Linked DNA regions of Callithrix jacchus: region 1 is linked to region 2. Evidence: chromatin contacts called from public Hi-C data. All regions are on one chromosome and are shown on one strand. Each heading gives the region's core, a stretch centred on a gene start, on an enhancer-like site or on the middle of the called end of the contact. The rest is flanking DNA. Distances are from core to core; before and after follow the strand shown. Region 1 holds the start of ZNF274 (zinc finger protein 274). Region 2 holds the start of LOC103790146.

Evidence for each region. A called contact is a pair of places that touch in the nucleus more often than the background predicts.
Region 1: a contact with region 2 is called in a Hi-C map of skeletal muscle, with 5 times the contacts expected there. The contact joins the promoter of ZNF274 here to the promoter of LOC103790146 in region 2. A contact is called at or near these places in 2 of 3 Hi-C or Micro-C datasets (induced pluripotent stem cells and skeletal muscle).

What each region holds. Positions count from the first base shown.
Region 1 is chr22:50,894,056-50,896,755 of calJac240_pri, forward strand. It overlaps ZNF274 (zinc finger protein 274), which reads left to right and starts at 1,255. Exons shown (of 8, transcript XM_035286142.3): 1 at 1,255-1,516; 2 at 2,110-2,187. The coding sequence starts at 2,155.
Region 2 is chr22:50,704,656-50,707,355 of calJac240_pri, forward strand. LOC103790146 reads left to right here and starts at 1,448. Exons shown (of 2, transcript XM_035284402.3): 1 at 1,448-1,455; 2 at 2,038-2,700. The coding sequence starts at 1,448. It overlaps ZNF606 (zinc finger protein 606), which reads right to left. Exons shown (of 8, transcript XM_078361017.1): 1 at 2,441-2,700; 2 at 1,158-1,238; 3 at 824-962; 4 at 241-297. The coding sequence starts at 289.

The DNA.
Region 1 (2,700 bases), core at 5-2,504, 190 kb after region 2:
TGACATTAAGGGCCTCCATCAAATTTGATGAAGGATTAGACGTATCCGTATTCAAATCCAAAACAAAACAAGACTATTAGTAAACATGACTGCTTAACATAGCTCTGTCATAGTAGCTAGGACTATACAATGTTAATCTTTTTAAGTTTAAATATGGAAAAGGAAGATATCAAATCATTGGGGAATGAATTGGGTGTTCTATCTATAATAGACAAGAAAAATCCAAGGAAATATTAGACTAAAAGATATCCGTACAGTCTCTGAGTAAATACTCCTATACAAAAATCAACACACTAACAGCAACAACAATTAAGATAATGTGTACCCTGAGGTTGGATACTCCACAGTGACCAAAAGAAAAACCAGTGGAACAAGTTTGGCAGGCAGTGTTCAGACCACCAGAGGGAGGTAGAGGGCTGCTGAGACCTGTCAGGAAATACCATTAAAGAGTACACAGTGCCCTGAGCCCCCAGAGAGATCATCAGAGCCCCCAGGCCCCAAGGAAGACAAGAACGTATCAGGACCTTCGACCTAAGGGAGATGAGAAAACACCAGATGTAGGTCCCTGAGGGACGCCAAGAGAATAATACTTCCTTGTCCTGAGCTCCTAAAGAAGATGTGAGCACCCTGGGGCCCAAGGAAGGGCAGCACACAGATTTCGGTTTCCTCTCCCTAGACATGAGCACCTCAGCTTCCAGCAGCAAAGTGGACCACAGGAGGAAAATGGGCAGAAGATCCTGCTCCTCCTCCCCAGTGCCTGGGGTACAGTTAGCCCTGATCATCTCTCCAGAACTAGGGTGGACGTTTAGCCACGTTCCCATCACAATTCAAGTCCTCCGAGTTTCCCGCCCCTCCCTGACCTCGAGTGATTGCTTGGCCCCGCCCACCCTCACTTCTGGGCATGACCCATCTGCCAGAAACCTCGGTGCCGTCAGTCCCAACTCCTTGCACACTTCCTGCTCTCCCAGTCCTACCCCTTCTTTCACGCCTTTGAAACTGATGGAACTTCAGCAGCTCTCCCCACTCCCCCCGCGACTTCCTTCCTCCAATCGCCCCTCCCTCTCCCAAAAGTTGCGTAGTCCCTAGCCCCGCCTCCTGCATTCTCCCCGCCCTCCCTGTCCCCGCCCCTCCACTGAGAGGGGCAGCCAGTTAGGCCCGCCCCATAGACTTCCGGTCCTAACCGCCCTTCCTCTTCCCAAGGGACGTCATAATAAATCCCGCCCCCACCACCACCAACCAAGCATCACCCACTCCGGCACTTCCGGCCTGACCCCTGTCCTGCTCCTTTCCTAGCTCGTTTCTGCTCTGCCCCAAGAGTGGTCGCCTTCGTGGGGAGGCACGACATTCTCCCAGCTCGGGTCGCCGTACATTGGTGTGAGGCCCTGCGGCCTAGCGTCCCTCACCAGAGGCCTCCCCTTGCCCAGCCGGACCGCCAAGGGACATCGACGAGTGCCCTCCTGCAGTCCCTGGCTTCGCCTGCCGCCCAGAACCGACCAGTCAAGATGGCCGTCGCCGGGTGAGGCGAGCAGGCGAGCCGCGGGGGCGTCTGGGAGTTGTAGTCCTGGACGGCGCTCTGACGCACTTCGCCGCAGGCCGACGGGCGCCATTGTGCGGCGCGCGCCGGGTGAGTGCCGCGCGAAACCTGCGTCGGTCTGGGGCTGCGCTGGGCGGCTCCGGAGCGGTTCGCTGGGGGCGAGCGCGGCCTCTCTGCATTTCCCGCAGAGGTTGGCTACCCGGAGCTGGCCGTGTCTGCCGTCCTGTCGCCGCTCTGTGGGATGGGGTCGGTGACCCGGAACCCCGAGGGGAAACAGTGCTTTCGGGGCGCCACGGTGGAGAGAACAGATCGCCTACGGGAGCGTGGGGTCGGGGGCAGTGGGGGCGATCCCCTCCGGTGTGTGGGACGGAGGAGGCTTGTTTGGTGTCCTATCGGGGAGGGGAAAATGGTTCTGTCCAGTCCTGTGGGAGTCCTGTGACTCAACGCTGGGCGTTTTCCAGTTTGGGTGGACTTGTCATTTCCCGCTGAGGGCGCCGTTCCTGGGCGGAGGCGAGGGTAGGTCCCCCGCGGAGCTCTTACGCCTCTCCCTCCCCTCCCAACCTCGGTTTCCTCAGGACTCTGCGCCCTTGCACTAGAGGCACATTGAGAAGGAGGAAACTATGGCCTCAAGGCTTCCGACGGTCTGGTCCTGTGTGAGTAGAGGCTTCCTAAGGCTTTTGAGTCCGCTGCCGCGCCTGGAGGGATGCGGATGGCCGTGGGATACCACCTTCCCCGCGATACCCGCATCCCCCAGCTCACTGCGGGGAGGGGGTAGGGATTGCTTGTGTGAGACCGTGCGTGGTGGTGGAACCGCAGGTGGCTTGGTTGTCCAAGGGTGTCGTTAGAATGCAGACTAGGTGGGGGCTTCTGAAGGCCACGTTGAGGTTCTTCCTTGTATCCTTTATACTGGGAAGAGTAATTGACCGGTCTTTTTATGTTTTTTTTGTTTTTGAGATGGAGTCTTCCTCTGTTGCCCAGGCTGGAGTCCAGTGGCGCGATCTTGGCTGACTGCAACCTCCGCCTCCTGGGTTGAAGCGACTCTCCTGCCTCAGCCTCCCCAAGTAGCTGGGGCTACCGGTGCGCGCCACGACGCCCAGCTTGTTTTTTTTTTTTTTTTTTTTTTTTTTGAGACGGAGTTTCGCTCTTGTTACCCAGGCTGGAGTGCA
Region 2 (2,700 bases), core at 198-2,697:
TCCTGGGCCTGAACCCTAAATGGCCACACATAAATTCTCACGCATCTTGAGATGTCACCATCATCTTATTGCTCACTAGAGGTTTCTGACCCCTCCTCGTTACAACTCTTCACAAAGACTGATCTGGATCATCTGCCCCAGAGCCCCACCTGGTCCCCATTCTGATCCCCAGCTATGGCAGAGCACTACAGGGAGAGGCCACAACATGGCAGTCCACAGCTGACCAGGCTCTTGACTCACCCCAGGAAGCCCATGGGTCAACAGCTGTCATCCCCCAAGACTGGTCCATAAGGGCACCTGCACAGAAGAATCAGGTTAGGTCTGTGACACCAAATCTAGTGATTAAAGGCAACAAAATGCAAGAGGAAACTGACTCGCTAATGGGCACTATAAAATTCCATAAACAGAGCCCAAAGGCACGTAAAAAAATCCAACATAAGCTGGGTTCACACAGGAAATGCACATGTGAGTCACTATTACTTAACACTGTTTTGAAGTTACCAATGCTGTATAAGTAAAAAAATTATAAAGGTAAAAATATATAGGGGAGCAGTAGAGACAATACTTTATTATACGTATCGCTGTCTCTGGAAACCCCACAAACCATCAGAAAATTTCTCTCTTTTTTTTTTTTTTTTTTTGAGACGGAGTTTCGCTCTTGTTACCCAGGCTGGAGTGCAATGGTACCATCTCGGCTCACCGCAACCTCCGCCTCCTGGGTTCAAGCAATTCTCCTGCCTCAGCCTCCCGAGTAGCTGGGATTACAGGCACACGCCACCATGCCCAGCTAATTTTTGTATTTTTAGTAGAGACGGGGTTTCACCTTGTTGACCAGCATGGTCTTGATCTCTTGACCTCGTAATCCATCCGCCTCGGCCTCCCAAAGTGCTGGGATTATAGGCTTGAGCCACCGCGCCCGGCCCAGAAAATCTCTTAAAACCAGTAACAACTCTCAGGAGAGGCTATAAAACACATAAAAGTTACTGTGTTTTACGCCAAAAATTTTCCTTCTTTACCACCAATCGCTTCTAATTTTGTACCAAGACAGACAGACCCCACTTCCATCCTCAAAAGTCCTCAGCCCCTCCCCAGCTCTGACCCATGACTGCAGCGGCTAATGTTAGGGGAGGCCCAGAAGTAACATGATTTGGACTCACCCCAGGAGGCCCACGGGTTGATGGCTGCCATCCGGAGGACTGACTGACCAGACACCCGCCCGGTGAGTCACTATTCCCCACCTAATGACAAAAGTGAAAAAAGACAAAACTGGTCTATTCCCACAGAAGACCCAGCGGGAACAAAGAAGGGAATCCATCCATAGAAGCAACCAAAAAACTTGCAAGGAGAATTTAAGAAAATTTACATGTCAAAAAAATAACAAAATTCCTAAAGAAAAATGAAGGGTAATTTGCATAAGCTGGAAAAAAAAAAAAAAAGCATGATTCCGATGAGAAGGTATAAATTTGTTAGCCATTTCCAAGAGACAGTCAGTCACAACACAGATGGAACTTTCGGGTTAACTGGACAACAATTACTGTAAAAGCTACTTGCAATCCTCATACATTAGTGGTTGCCCAGAGCTGGGGGAAAAATAAAATAGGGAGAGACTGCTTCATGGGAACAAGAGTTTCTTTGGGGGGTGATGAAATGTTTTTAGCATTAGATAGTGGTGATGATTGCACAACTTTATTAATATACAATAAAACCAATGAACTTCACACTTTTAAGTGGTTAAAGAGGTGAACATTATGTTATGCAAATTTAATCCCACCTCCAAAACAAAATCCACGCCCGAGATTTCCTAAGCCTAAACTCGTGTGTGTGTGCGTGTGTGTGTGTGTGTGTGTGCGTGTAGGACCTGGAGATAAGCCTGGCGCCCAGACCCCTAAATCCCCAGGTTCCAGGTCTTTGTACAAGGCAGCAACCTCTTTTTTTTTTTTTTTAAGATGGGGTTTCACCATGATGGCCAGGCTGGTCTTGAACCCCTGACCTCAGGTGATCCACCCATCTCGGCCTCCCAAAGCGCTAGGATTACAGGCGTGAGCCACCGCGCCCGGCCGGCAGCAACCTCTTTAACGGACTGCTGGGTACGTGTCTAAAGCACGAGAACACCCAGGGAGCCTCCGGGGCACCGGAATCGGCGCGGAAACGCAGGACGCGAACCGCATTTCGCACTGTTAGCTGCAGGCTGACAGTGACCGCCGCCGTCACCGCGTGTTTAAGGGAATCCAGAGCCGTTTCCAACCCGGGTCTGACGTCCTTCGCGGTGCTTTGTGTGAACCGGCGCGGGGAGGAGGGCGGGCTGGGGAAGGAACCGGCTCGTTCTTCCCATCAGCGGCCTCAGAAGCATCCGGACCACCTGCTTCCAGAGCTCCCGACCCAAATCTCCTCCGCGAGACCGACGCGGCCGCGACGCTGCAGAAGCTCGTCCCGGCCTCACCTGACTCGCAGCCGCGGGTCCCCCGGGAAGGCGGCGCAGCAGGCTCGGGGTCGCCTCGCCTGCGGCGTTTGGCTTTTGTCCCGCGCCGACGTTCCGGCCCAGCAGTGCGCTCGGGAGCTCCAGGCCGCGCCTCGGGGACAAAGGCGCGCGGAGCCGACGTGCAGGGTTCACCCAGGCCCGGACGGCCAGACGAGGAAGCGCGCCTGGACGCTGGAGGCGGGAGGCCAGAGGCTGGCGGCTGGTGGGAGGGCCGAGGGCAA